Regions from separate parts of the Rattus norvegicus genome. Here regions 1 and 2 are each linked to region 3. Evidence: chromatin contacts called from public Hi-C and HiChIP or PLAC-seq data. All regions are on one chromosome and are shown on one strand. Each heading gives the region's core, a stretch centred on a gene start, on an enhancer-like site or on the middle of the called end of the contact. The rest is flanking DNA. Distances are from core to core; before and after follow the strand shown. Region 1 holds the start of Erg28 (ergosterol biosynthesis 28 homolog). Region 2 overlaps Ttll5 (tubulin tyrosine ligase like 5). Region 3 holds the start of Tgfb3 (transforming growth factor, beta 3).

Region 1 (4,744 bases), core at 1,864-4,363, 240 kb before region 3:
GCTAGGTCAGTGCTACACAGAAAACACTTCTTTACATTCTTCTCATTATTTTAATTAAATTTTTTTTTGACATAAGATCTCACCAAGTTGCCCAGTCTGGTCTTGAACTCTCACACTTGCCCTACCCTCCTGTGTGCTGAGATTACAGGCAAGTGCTATAATGCCCAGACAGTTGTGACTTCTTACCAAGGTTTGGTTTGCCAGTGTAGAGCTTTTCATAGAGAAAAGTGTGGTCTCGGAAGCTCTGGAGCGTGTTCCCCATGGCTATGATGGACACCATAACCAGCCAGCTTCGTAGCACATTCAGGAAGCGGCTCATGACTCCCCTCAAAGAGAGGGCGCTCTGCCTTGGGAACAGAGAGGGCATGCTGAAAGTCACTTCCACATCAACACAAGGGCTCTCGCCTAACCTGTGTCCCATTCAGGAGGGTTGTCCTGAGTGACACCAGTAGAGCACTTCACAAATTCCTCTCCTAGTCCTTCAGCCCCACCCTACTTTCTTGCTACACCACTTTCCTTTCACAAGATGCCTAGCAATAGTTACCCTAAACAGAGGTACGCTGATCTTTGTCCATTGCTACCTCTTTAACTAAAAACCATTAAAAAAAAAAAATGCAATGGGTGGAAATGTCAAGTCCAGTGCAAAAGGCATAGCAAGGACGGAAATGGGGCAGTATTCACATTTTTATAAGTAGTCGAATGGATTTCTGGGTCAAGCCTGTGTTCCTGCCAATGCTCAGTTACTCTAATGAGGGTGAACGACCAGTACACCCTGGAGCAAGTGGCACGGCATTTACCTTTGTTCAAGCAATCCCCGAAAGCACAGTATTGCCTAAGTCAGAATGCCCTCTGCTTGTCTGGAATCGGCACTGACTTCATCTCTTCATGCCATCCCTTTGCAAATAGCTCGAGGGTGATTCAAAATCTGCTCAGACACCTGGACACATCCTTCCAAACTCGTAGAAGCTGTATCATGCATCTGAATGGAAGCTATGGTGTAACTCTGACTGGTATTCTTAGTTTTCCTCTGCTTGGCTCCCAGACACATCATGTTTCATAAACTAAAACAATCTAAAAGACTTAAAACACAAAACCTGCCACAGCTTGGTGTTGGGTTGCAAGAAAAGCACACACTAGCTATAGTTACGGAACACTTGCCTCCTACACTTATACTTGCCCCAAGCATTTAACATCCTAGTTCATTCGCTCCCTACATCAGGATAGGCGGGCACTATTAGTATTTCCACTTTACAGATGGGGTCAGAGCCAAGAGCTACGTGATTTGCTTAGGTGACATGGCTTAGTGCCAGGGTCTGTGGACTCTGTTGCAATACTCCCTCACAGAGTGTTTTGATAAAGTTCTCATCTTTACTTATTTATTTACTTAGTTTGAGGCAGGGTCTTACTATGTGGCCAGTCTGGAACTCTACCTAGACCAGGCTGGCCTCGAACTCACAGAGATCCATCTGCCTCTTCCTCCTGAGTGCTGGGATTAAAGGTGGGTGCCGCCACGGGCAGCGAAGTTCTGATTTTTTGAGGAAGCTAAAAACACCAGCAATGCTTCTGTCTTCAGCTGGTGGAAGAGCTATGTTCTGTACTTTCAGTTTAGCTCAAGGCTCGCTGAGTAGCGATTTCCATCAGATCTAAAGGGATCCCACAGAGACAATTTGTCATGATCACCATCATTTTGGCCCTTCATTTATCTGTTGTCAGGCTAACTGCTTTGGCCTGGAAGCTGTAAGAAGCTATCAGTCTTCCTTTATCACTGTGGCAATATGTTTCAGTATGATCCCATCCTATCCAGCACATATAGGTATCACCTGAAGTGACAAAACAAAACACAAAACAACAACAACAACAAAAAACAACTAAAAAGGGCTCCAGGAGTTAAGGGGTGGATCCTGAGGAAAGAGGTCTCAAACAGACTGTTTTGGCCTAGAGGTGGTGGAGTGCGCTGATCTTCACAGGCACTCACAGCATATGCCAAGATCTACCTCTCTTATTTTCTCCTCTCAACACCAGCTTGGGTTAGTTAAAAAGCTGTGTGGCACTCACATGCACACCACACACACACACACACACACACACACACACACACACACACACTCCCTTCCAAGTAGAACGTAGAACCTGCACCTTCCATTTCATAGCTCTTAGAAATCCCAGAGCTGATGAAGACACACCAGAACATTTCTGTATTGCTCTACCAATAAAACCGATTTCTCTGTGGAGCTTTTAGGTGGTGGGAGGGGCGGGGTTTACAACATTTATTCCCCAATTTTGTCCTTGCCCAGTTCAGCATGGATGCGATACTAATTAGCAACCAATAAAGGTAGATTCCTATCCTAGTTCCACCACTTAGCTCTGGGAGTTCAGACGAGTCAGTGAGACTCTACAGACTCGGTTTTCTCATCCGTAAAATGGGGATATAAACATCTACCTCGAGGGTTACCCGATAATTACATGAGAAAAAGTTAAAGGTCGTTGCAGAGCCAGTTTCATAACGACTACTCGCTCATCCACTCCCAGAATTTACCAAATCTCCATTTTTCCTAGCACCTCCCTTGGACACCGTTTCTAGACTCCTCCACCATCACCCCCGGTTTCCAGGCAACCCCCATTTTCCAAAATTTTGCAGAGAGTCTTACTCGACTGCAATACCATCACCTACATTCCGCTCCAAATTCTCCTACCTGACGACCCAGTACTACTGCAGCAGAGTCAGAAGCATCCGCAAATCAGCTTCCCAGGAGGTCCCAAGTCCACCTGGGCCACTTGTTCCCGCCCCCTCCCTCAGCCCAGCTCCAGGATTGGGTCGTTTTTGTCAGTTCTCGTTCTGATTGGCTAGGCTGGTTCAGTTCGAGCAGGCGATAGGGAGTGAACCCCTTTGCTGCCAATCAGCAGTTGCCGCCGCCTGAGCCTTTCCCTGTTGCGCCGCTCACGCGGTAAACCCTTCTGTCGAGCGTGGCGGAACTCTGAGTTTGGAGTCAGTCTTTTAGGGGTGGGGAAAACACAGAGAGAAAAGGAGCCAAGAGATCTTCCGGTGACAGCCTGGGTTGGCTCTGGTGACTGAGCGCGCCGTGGTGACGCCATCCGTCTGCGCCCGCAGCTGAGCGTTGTTCGCGCCGCTGGCGGGCGCCTGCGCAGTGGCTCCGAGCGGGCGGTTGCTTGTTGGTTGTTGTAGTAACGGGGGAAGCAGCCTTCGGCGGCTGCGTTGATTCCGGCTGGGGAAGGAGGAGGGAGGTGAAGCTGAGCGTGGTCCCCGCCTGCCGGCCCCGAGCCATTAGAAGATGAGACAGGTAAACGCCTGCGCCAGCGCGCTCCGGGGAGATGCGCTCCAGGGCTAGGCGGGCGCCGCCGCGCTTCCCACAGACCCCAGGAGCAGCTGTTGGCTTCCGGGAGCGCTAGGCAGGAGCGCTGCGGCAGAGTCACCGCGTCCTTGCCTGCAGAGCACTTGCGGGGCTGCCTGGGGTTGGGGTGTGCTGGGGTGGAGCTGGCGGCAAGTCCCAGTAGGGGCAAGGACTTCCTTTGGAGTAGTGTCTGTGATCTTCAAGAGCATCTCTCTCGTTCTGCTTCTGGAAGTCAAGGAAAGGTGGGCATCTTTTCTGCCTGTAGGTTTTAACTTAAAAGATTCTCAAGCATTTTGGGAAAGATCGAGAAGTTCCTTTAGGAATCACCCGAAAAGAATCTGCTGAAGATGTGTAGGGTCGGGGTTAGTTGCTGTTGCTTGCTTGCTGCAGTTGCTTTGTTTATTCAGACTCTTATCGTATATGTAAATACACGGACAAGCAAGAGCTTGGAAAGTTGCCCTGAATTGATTATTTTTGAGTAGCGACATTATGGTTAAGCGTTTTCCCTATACATTTCTATTTTCTCTACAACGAACATGAAACTTTTCCTCCATAAAAAGTGTTTGAAGTTAGAAACTTGGATTTGGAAATTTCCTAATTTTAGTGTCTACTTGAGATCCGGATTAAAATGTGTGATTTTTTTTTAAGTAACAGTAATTATAGAGTATTTGACTTCCCCTTTCCCCAGCTATTTATGTGATCCCTGCTGTGGAAAAATATTTTCACTGCCCTTTTATTAATAGTTCAGGTGAATTGGTTTTCCTAGAAACATAGCAGCTTACTCTGTATGCTTGTGGTAAAGACTGTATAAATGTTCACAAGTGTTTTGAACCTTGGATTTTTATTTTGATCCTGGTCAGATTTGTCTAGCAAAGAATTTTCTAAATGTAGACTATCAACTATCCACATCAGAGTACCCTAAAGCCTATCCTTTTTAGTGCCTGCTGCTTTTACTATATAAAACAAGTGAGGAACTCAAATTTAGTAACAGCTTTGTAGATACAGCAGAGACAGTATGTTTAAAAACATTCTTAAGATGGGCATCGTGTCACACAGTTTTAATCCCAGCAGAGGCAGGCGAATCTCTGTGTTCCGGGGCAGCCTGGTAAACAGAGTGAGTTCCAGGACAGCCAGGGCTATACAAAGAAACCTTGTCTTGAACAAAACCAAAAGCTAAGACAAAGATTTCTTGTTTTTTGTGGTATATGACGGATGTACACTGTGACAGACGGTAAGCTTTTAGAAGTTGGATAATACTCAGGAATATATTTCTTTTCATCTTAAAGATTCTTCACAAAACCCTGAAGTATGCAACTGCCTTGTCTTTGAAGTCGTTCAACTTTCTTATAGGAGTCTGTGCCATCCAAATTGTTTGATCCACTGGGACTGCAAGG
Region 2 (4,332 bases), core at 890-3,389, 200 kb before region 3:
TTTTAAGTCTTTGGTAGGTTTACCTGAAACCTAGGTGGATGTGAAATCCTTCTCGAAGGCATACACATGGCATTATCTTGAGCTGTTTGCCCCAGATATACAAGGCACACTGTTCTGTGTGGGTTCTTCAGTGTGCCTAAATAGTCACTGTTTATCTTGGCATTCACGTGCCTTTCAGCCCTCAGAGTGCACTCAGCTGTGTCATTACATCCAGCACCCGTCTGCAGTCCTCCGCACCTGCAGCTTCTGCTAATCTTGGGTCACGTGTGCTTTGTGTGGACATAACTGAAGGTAATCAGTTTGGGATGAGATCACCAGGTTGCTTAACTTTGAGACTAGAAGGAAAACCATAATCTTTCCTAAAGAGACAGACCTAGAGGCAAAAATAATTAGTTTCCTTCTTTAGACTTTTATACCCTGTCATTTCTGTTGGGAGCTTCAAATTAATGCTAGGAGATTGAAAGTTCACGTTATAAAGTTTACTGCATTGTGAAATAGGTTATTTTGTGTAAATTCCTTTCTCCTTTAAACCTTTTCCAGAAAAAGATCTTAGTTTCATTATAAGTTAATGCTTTCATTCGTCTTTGTTTTATTCACACAAAAAGCAAGCCACTCACTGTTTATTTTGTGTGTGGAAGTGTTTGCCTGCATATATGTAAGTACACTAAATGTGTGCAGTATGTACAGAGGCCAGAGGAGGGTGTCGGGTCCTCTTGAACCTAGAAATGGCCTGAACTGCCATGTGGGTGTTAGGAACAGAACCCAGATCTTTTGCAAAAGCAACAAGTACTGTGAACCACTGAACCATCCTATCAGCTCCTTCTCACTGTTTCTTATATGTAAGTAAATTATTGAGGAGTTACTAAAATGAAATTGCCTATGTGGTACTTGAGTCAGCTGTCTCATGGTCCTGGTAGTAGTGCTTCTGCTCCATATGCTGCTGTGGTTTTCTTGTGCAGATTTCTGCTGTAGAGTCCCCATGCAGGTCCCTGCTATACAGTCCCCATGCAGGTCCCTGCTGTGAGTCCCCATGCAGGTCCCTGCTGTGGAGTCCCCATGCAGGTCCCTGCTGTGGAGTCCCCATGCAGGTCCCTGCTGTGGAGTCCCCATGCAGGTCCCTGCTGTGGAGTCCCCATGCAGGTCCCTGCTGTGGAGTCCCCATGCAGGTCCCTGCTGTGGAGTCCCCATGCAGGTCCCTGCTGTGGAGCCCCCATGCAGGTCCCTGCTGTGGAGTCCCCATGCAGGTCCCTGCTGTGGAGTACCCATGCAGGTCCCTGCTGTGGAGCCCCCATGCAGGTCCCTGCTGTGAGTCCCCATGCAGGTCCCTGCTGTGAGTCCCCATGCAGGTCCCTGCTGTGGAGCCCCCATGCAGGTCCCTGCTGTGGAGTCCCCATGCAGGTTGCTGTTTTGCCTAGTAGGAAAGACTCCAGAGATAGGGGTATTGTTCTCACCAAAATGGTGACATTTTTTGTGTCAAAAATAGAATCTAAAGAGACTTTGTTCTGGATTCTACAGCTGCTGGAAGATCCAATCTGGAATATAAATGATCTGAGACAGTCCCTTCTGAGACAAAGTTAATAGACAAATTTGCACTGAAACAAGAATTTATTTTTAATTAAAAAGATATTGAGTTGGAAACCACGTGTGTTATCAGTGACTCAACAAAAGGTAGCCCCAGCTCATGAAAACGTCCACGGGGAGTTCTGAGGGTTGAAACCTAGGTCAGAGAAGTGGGAAAAGACTCCGAAAAGGCTGCTTCTAGCACAGCCCTCCCTAGCCATATTACCCAGTGGAAATGCAGAAGAGACCTCAGATCATTTTGTAATGCCTTTCTCTCCTCCCCCACCTCTAGGCCCTTCTTCAGTAGCCTTGCTTGCTAATTAACACTGGCTTCTGGGGGATATTTACCTTTTCTGTGCTAGATTCCTGTGGTTTTAAAAGAATTCAGGTACTTGCTGATTGCCAAGGAATTCAGATTACCTCACTGGCTGCACACTGTCCAGAATCTGCCACAGCAGCAAGTAGGGGGAAGAGATACCAGCGACAGGGAGAAGTTCTTCCTAGCCTTACTGTCACTCTCCCTGGCAGGCCTTTGCTGTTTGTGAAGTTTGAGTCATTTCTGGCTCTGAGGACAGAGGATCAGGCTGGTAATCCCCTCCCAGACGCTCTGCAGGGCGCTGCCCATCACTGCAGCATTCTGGCAGTTTCCCTGCTGCAGCTGGTTGACAGCAGATCAGAGCTCTAGGCCTCCTGTTCTCTTCCATCAGATTTTTCTAGGTCAGGCCAGGATGAAACCCAGTGGCTTTTGGCAAGGATGCCTGGGATGAAGTCTCATTGTCCATGACCTCTCATCAGGAAGCTCTACATGCTAAAGACAACTCAGGTGCTGCTATTGTGATCTCCTTTGTTTGCGCATTTGTTCTGAATGTAGAAGATATATCTGCCAAGCTGAGTACTTAACTCTCCCATATATAGGCTCCGTTATGCTGACTAAGTATCCGCCATCAGACTCTTCAGGCCACGCCACTGTTTGTACACAGGAGAAAAGTTAGTAAGATCTCACTGACTGTTGCTTCCCCCTTTGCTTCTACATTGGTAAAGGTCTTGAAACAAGCAGCTGAGGAGCTGTAGCACCGTTTATAAATCCCCACTGCAGATGCATCTCGATCACCACCGAGTCATGCTCCAGCATGGCTGTTTCTTTCTTACCATCTAGGGGTCTTGGTAGGTTCTTTTGTTTGTTTGTTTGTTTTCCCTTTTCCTCTGTCAGTTAAAGAATTAAAAGGCAGGAAAAACAAACAGAAACCACTTCAAGTATCATGTGCGGCAAGTAGTAGCAGGGAAAGATCTCAAGACAGACCACAGAATCAGCTGGTTAACAAAAGGCTTTTATTAGGGGCGGAAGCACAAGGCAAGGCACATTCAGAGAAAGACCCTGCAGAGCAGAATGGGGACCTGGGAAGCAAAGCCTGGTCTTTCCTCAGAGGCTGGGGATTTATGGGTCTTCCTCTCTGAGTTTAGGCTTGGTCAGTATGAATGAAGGGAGACTTATAGAGCCACAATTTTGGAGTAGACGTGTCCTGATCTGGCCTTGAACTTGTAGAATCTTGTCAAACTGGTCCACAGGCTGTGTGGCTCTAGTGGCTGGAGGAAAAGCCTGTAGGCCTCTGTGTGTGTGGTCAGAAATATGAGGAAGAAGCTGGACGTTTGCTCTCTCTGCTTCCTAGTCATGGCTCCTCTTCCCGTTTGCCTGCCTATCAAGATCTGGCTGACACCAGTCACCTCAGTTGAAAATAGCATCGGTTGAAAGTACATTTTAAAAGAGATTTTATTATTTGTATTTCATGCTCATTGTTTTACTTGTGTATATTTAAGTGTACTACATACACATATTGCTGAAAGAAGCTAGAAGAAAGATTCTGGGGTCAGAGGTGGTTGTGAGCTTATACTTGGGTGTTGAGAATTAAACCCAGCTTCCCTGGAAGTGCAGCCAGTGTTTTAACCACTGAGCTCCTAATCTCTCAGCCTCTGAAAATGCATTTAACACACCTAACTTGTCAGGAATGTTAGCTTAGCAATATGGTTTACTATAGTATATGGTTGTTGCCCTCCTGACTGTGGGCAACTGGCTACAGCTTGCTGCACTGCTCAGGGTCACAAGACAGGACCAGTGCGTATTGGTAGAGTGGGAAAAGACGAACGTCTAGAACTGAAAGTGTAATTTCTTCAAAATGCAGATTATTCCTACAACATCATAAAGCAGAATACATGTGAATCAAACTATTGTTAGGTCGAGGCCTGTTGTATGTCTTCTTATCATGAAGGCATTTCTTCAGTCACTCTCTTGGGGTTCAGAGAAGTCATGACTACTGTGCTGCTTCCAAGAGAGAAACATCAGCAAACAGAAACCATAGCTTTTAAGACTTCATTTTCAAAATAAAGTCCATATCTTCATCTGAAGGCTGCTAGTGGAAGACTGACTTCCAGGCAGCTAGGACGAGGTCTTATAGCCCACACCCACTGTGACACACCTATTCCAACAGGGCCACACCTTCTAATAGTGCCACTTCGTAGGCAGAGCGTATACAAACCATCACACCATATTTGTTTTCAGATTGATTTTTAAAAAATGGACATACGATTCATTTTTTATCTGTGAACTCTAAGAGCCCAGAGTTCAGACTATCTAAGAAAATAAGATCCCATTTTTTTCTTGGCATAAAGGTCAAGACTATGAAATTCTGTTGTGTAGGCTTTTTTAAATGTTAAATTTTAAAAGTTACACAAATTGCTGACTGTTTCTGTACATACACATCACAGTGCACATATGGA
Region 3 (4,925 bases), core at 251-2,750:
TGTGTCCATTAGCCTGGGAGGCCCTGCTTTATGCATATGAATCTGTCTACTGTGTAATGTAAGAGTCCATATTGCCCAAAAGTCCACGTATGTGGGAATATACATGTGTTACCCTCCCCCTCCCAGCTCACGTGGGTCACGTGTGTGTGTGTGTGTGTGTGTGTGTGTGTGTGTGTGTGTGTGTGTGTGTGTGTGTGTTAGACTGAAAAGCCTCGGTTGGGCTTCCAAAAGCAGCTTAACAAACTCAAATTTGAGGCAGGTACACTGTGTTTCCTGAAAGCCGGGAAGCTGACCCAGAGATGTGGTATAAGGAGCCAGGAAAAGCAGGGAGAATATGGAGATGTCCAGACTCAGATGACCAGGAGGATTTGGGGGCCAGCCAGCCCACCCCTCTACAGAACCCACGTGCTCACAGTGAACCTCTATGTGTTCTCACACACAGATATGTAAGAACATGTTTCCTTAGGTGGCACTATACAGTTCCCAGTTACTACCCACCAAGGGTGTCCTAGGAGTTCCGAACGCCACTTGGCTTCAGGGCTCCTGGCCTCTTGAAGCCCTTGGCTCTTACCAGAATGTCTCTGCGCCTTTCCCACCCACCTACCCAGCTGCAGCTGCAGGGCCTGACCTCTGTATTGAACCCCCGGGGGTGCGCTCTGCTGTATAAGGGCCACCAGGCCCCCCCTCTGTGGAACTCCCTTTTCCAGTTCATCCCCTCCAGAGCAGACACCCAGCAAGCATTGGGACTTACTGTGCTCCGCCAGCCCCTGGATCATGTCGAATTTATGGATCTCTTTGGCATAGTACTCTGACTCCGAGGTTTCCTGAGTGCAGCCTTCTTCCCTCTCCCCGTGCATCTCTTCCAGCAACTCCCGGGTGCTGTTGTAAAGTGCCAGGACCTGATAGGGGACGTGGGTCATCACCGACGGCTCAGGGGGGCTGGTGAGCCTGAGCTTGCTCAAGATCTGTCCCCTAATGGCTTCCACCCTCTTCTTCTTGATGTGGCCGAAGTCCAAGGTGGTGCAAGTGGACAGAGAGAGGCTGACTGTGGCCAAGTTCAGCAGGGCCAGGACCACCAGAGCCCTTTGTAAGTGCATCTTCATGTGTGAACCCAGGAACGAGGCCAGGGGACTGGGGAGGCCTGGCAAGGAGGAGACCCCAGTAGAAAGGGGGAGGAAAACCAGGCGTCCTCCCCAGATCCCAAAGACTGAGGCTTGGCAAGAGGGTGCATGAACTCACTGCGCTGTGTGAGCTTCAGGACTCCCAGGAAGCGCTGGCAACCCCGGGACGAAGTAGCGGACTGTGTGCTGTGTAGCGCTGGGATTCTTGTCCATATATCTAAACAGGTTCTGCCGGGCTCTGACTCCCAGCAGGCCAGGTGGAGGGCAAGCCGAGGGTTGGGAGGGGTGGCAAGGCAGCTGGGAGTGGGAAGAGAGCTGGAGTTTTTCCTTAGGTAAAAATAAATAGAGCGGATATCTGATATTGCCAAACGCCGCTTGGCGATGAGGAGAAAGTGAGTATTTTAAAGAAAGTGCAGAAGAGCCATGGCTGGGTCCCAAAAATCAAGCTCTTTGCCTTGCCCTGAAGGGAGAATTAGAAAAGCGAATGGAAAAGAGAAGGAAAAAAATGTTTAAAAAAAATCACCAGTGGGTATGTGGGGAGAGGCAGCGCTGGGCAACGGCAGGCCCAGCTAAAGGTGGGGGCAGTGCGGGACACACTTGTCTCGGGAGCACTCCATTCATGCTTTCCCTTTTGTTTACACTTCCTCGGGGGCTTTCTAAATGACTCTGTTCGCGCTGCCTCTCCTCTTCATTGGCTGGGATGAGGGATTATATACAACTGGCAAACTGGGAGGGCAGGCCTCTTGGAGACAGCTCCGATAATCCACTTGGACCCAGGGTCACCAGCATCTCAGCTTATCTTCTCTCTCGGCCATGGCTTCTGTCCCTTGCTTCTCTTTAGGAATTAAAAAAAAAATCAAAAGAAAAAGAAAATAGAAGCCGATTCACCGCAGCTGACTCCGGAAAGCGTTATTTCTTCCTCCGCAAGGCCCTTCCCGTGCGCGTCTCGCCTCTCTGTGGCTCAGCCCCCTACACTCGGCCCTCTTCTTCCCTCCCTTTCTCTCTCCCCTTCTCCCTCTCCTCCCTCTCCCTCTCTCTCTCTCACACACACACATGCACACACACTGCTTTCTCTATTTCTCTCTGCTGAAATTTTATACCTCCCTCCCATGACGTATCGGCCTGGGGTGGGGGAGGGAGGGAGGGACCAGCGCACACAGCCTCTCTCGCTGCACGGTTTTAATGTTTTAAACAGGCACAGGAAAAGCCGAGCCCATTTGAAAAATACTTTGTGAGTCCTCTGGTTCGACGTGGTAACTGAACTTTTTTTTCCCCTCCTCTTGGAGTCATTCCTGCTACACGTTGGCTGTTTTTCTGGAAAGTTACTCCCGAGCCCCCTCCCTCCTGCTACCCCGGCCCCTCTGCGCCGGGGCCAGCTGTCAGTCCACGCTCCCCGCCTCGCGCTCTCGCCTCCCCCGCGTCCCGGATCGCCCCCGGTCGGACAGGGGACACAGGCTAGGTTCGCTAGGGGAGAAGGGCCGGGCGGTCCGGCCACTCTCTCCAGGCCCCAGGGTGGAACCGGGCTCGGCCGCGATCCTGGCAGCGGTTCCTCACTGACCATCCCGAGCCCGGCAGCTGCTGCTGGGGTAAATGATGGCACTTTCCGGAAGGCCGAGGGTGCCCTCTGGCGAGGCAGGGCCGCCAGTGACAGAAGCTTGGAGGCAAGCAACACCAGATCCTGCGATCACGTCCCGACCCCACGCGCCAGCCGCTCCCCATCCAGTGCGGCTGAGCACTTGGCCCCAACCCGTTTCCCAGGAGGGTTTTTTAGGTCTTTTTCTCTCTTGAGCAGCATCAGTTAGGCCAGACCCAGGCCGGGCTGCCCACGTTCTTCCAAGTCTCCTGGACCCTTTCTGAGAGGCCTCCTGGCTCCAACGTCCCAAATGGAGAGATGTTAATGTGTTATTTTACAATTGAAGAAACTGAGAATAGTTGTGTTTTCAAGGCCACACTGCATGTGGGTAATGGAGATGTCAACCACAGGCTGTCTAATCTGGAAGGGCATTATTTTAACTTGGGCTACCTTGAGGAAACCTAGGTGTGGAGAAACCTTAAAAGAGATTTCTTGGTCACACAGCTCTGAGCTGTCTGTCTGTCTGTCTGTCTGTCTGTCTGTCTGTCTGTCTGTCTGTCTGTCTGTCTGTCGTGTGTGTGTGTGTGTGTGTGTGTGTGTGTGTGTGTGTGCCCATATGTGGGTATGTGAACTTGTGTGCTGGTAACCTTGGAAATCAGAGAAGGGCAGCAGCCATTCCTCTGGAGCTGGAGTTGCAGAAGATTGTGAGTCACCCAGCATAGGTACCTGAAATCCAGCCCCTGTCTTCTGCAAGAGCCATGTGTGCTCTTAATTGCTGGCCCTGAGGGATAGCCTTGGCATTTGTTACATGCCCTGCACTGTTCTAGGTGCCGAGGATAAGACACTGAACAAACTTTTATGGAATTTGCATTTCAGAATGGGAAGAGAGTCAAAAACACTAAGGGCATATGTAAATTCATGGGGCGGGATGAAGCAGGGGAGGGGGAGGAGAGTGGCCCTTGGGGGGGTAGGGGGCAGGAGGTTGTGTTGAAATTTAAAATGGGTGAGCCTAGAGACTGGGTCTCTTGGGCTAACTCTTTACAACATGGGAGGGAGAGCTATTGAAGGAATTCTCTATACACCATTTCTCCCACTCCAGTGTCTTGACAGCAGCTATGTTTTTAAACTCACTTCTCAAGCAATTCAAGTAAGATTTGCCAGCCCCTGCTTGCTGAGGTTTCTCCATGCCCAGGGTGGTACCATTCACCCTTTGTTTTCTCAGAGTCCGGGTAGAAGTGGGCGGGAGTTTACAAGAAGTTGAAAAATTCAAACATTAATCCCTTCTTGCACAGTTGGTGCCAAGGAAGAAGGAACAAGGGAATAGTTGGTGCCTATATTGAAGCTGGCTTAGATTTTTGGCACTGATTGTTCTGTCTGATTAAAATCTAACAAAATATTCTCACCGAGAAGCCAGTAAGGATCTCAGAAGGAAACTGAGGTCAAGCAAGGCTGGGCTGAGAAATCAATTCTTCCAACTCGCAGGCCGGCGTCATTGGGCATGAAAATGCTTGGCCTTGCTCAGTAAAAGGGGCACTGAAACCTTGAGTTGAATGTCACTTGCTGGGTACTTCAGCAATGCTTGTCATTAAGCTTTAGGTGCAGCCCTCCCAGTGCTTCTTGAACTGTGGAGATCCACATTCCATTTTCTGTGAGTCCTAGTGAGCAGTGCCAAGAACTGGCCGGAGATGTTGACTTAGGGATTTTATGTAGAATGAATCAATGAAGACTCAACATGACTACCCCCTAGGCTGTCTGTGGGCTATCTCCTGCAGGCCTAGGAGGATGGCTGGGAACCACTACGTGCTGGAAGTCACTGCAGTAACATGTGGTGTTACAAAGGCTGTCCCGGCACTTGGGACTGGAGTCATTTTCCTCTGTCTGTCTGTCTTGCTGGTAAGATGAGTCATTGCTACCCACTTTGTGGGGTTGTTCAGATTAAGTTAGAACCCCAATATTATACCCTCTTTTCTATTTCTATTGAAATGGAGTCTCACTGTGTTGCCAAGACTGGAGTCCCATTCCTAGTCATAAGTAGTCCATTGGCTTCATCCTCCTAAGTAACAAGCTGGGATTATGGCCCCTGTCACATCGAACTAATTTTTCTTGCCTCTAACACCCAAGTTCTGGAATTACAGGCGTGCATCACCATGTATGACTGCTTTCAATAAACCTCTTGAAGGCAGAAATCACACACACTGATTTTTTGCAAGTCATTGTAAATGTGTAAACTA

The links. A called contact is a pair of places that touch in the nucleus more often than the background predicts. HiChIP or PLAC-seq counts read pairs in DNA pulled down with a chosen protein or histone mark.
Region 1: a contact with region 3 is called in an H3K27ac HiChIP or PLAC-seq map of oligodendrocytes, with 4 times the contacts expected there. The contact joins the promoter of Erg28 here to the promoter of Tgfb3 in region 3. A contact is called at or near these places in 2 of 12 Hi-C or Micro-C datasets (frontal cortex and liver) and 1 of 1 datasets of contacts at active chromatin or transcription factors (oligodendrocytes).
Region 2: a Hi-C map of mammary epithelial cells shows a contact between it and region 3, with 4 times the contacts expected there. The contact joins the enhancer-like site here to the promoter of Tgfb3 in region 3. A contact is called at or near these places in 8 of 12 Hi-C or Micro-C datasets (the A7r5 cell line, frontal cortex, kidney and 4 more) and 1 of 1 datasets of contacts at active chromatin or transcription factors (oligodendrocytes).

The regions. Positions count from the first base shown.
Region 1 is chr6:111,210,955-111,215,698 of GRCr8, forward strand. It overlaps Erg28 (ergosterol biosynthesis 28 homolog), which reads right to left and starts at 3,114. Exons shown (of 6, transcript NM_001106749.1): 1 at 2,694-3,114; 2 at 1,407-1,542; 3 at 187-347. The coding sequence starts at 319. Ttll5 (tubulin tyrosine ligase like 5) reads left to right here and starts at 3,144. Exons shown (of 34, transcript NM_001427290.1): 1 at 3,144-3,299; 2 at 4,701-4,744.
Region 2 is chr6:111,254,547-111,258,878 of GRCr8, forward strand. The region is part of intron 9 of Ttll5 (tubulin tyrosine ligase like 5); the gene reads left to right. Among named protein-coding and RNA genes, the nearest start is that of Ttll5, 43 kb to the left of the region's middle. Within about 2 kb of position 2,140, at least 49 of the 93 cell types and tissues checked have an H3K27ac peak or open chromatin away from gene starts, as enhancers often do.
Region 3 is chr6:111,455,446-111,460,370 of GRCr8, forward strand. Tgfb3 (transforming growth factor, beta 3) reads right to left here and starts at 1,501. Exons shown (of 7, transcript NM_013174.2): 1 at 752-1,501. The coding sequence starts at 1,103.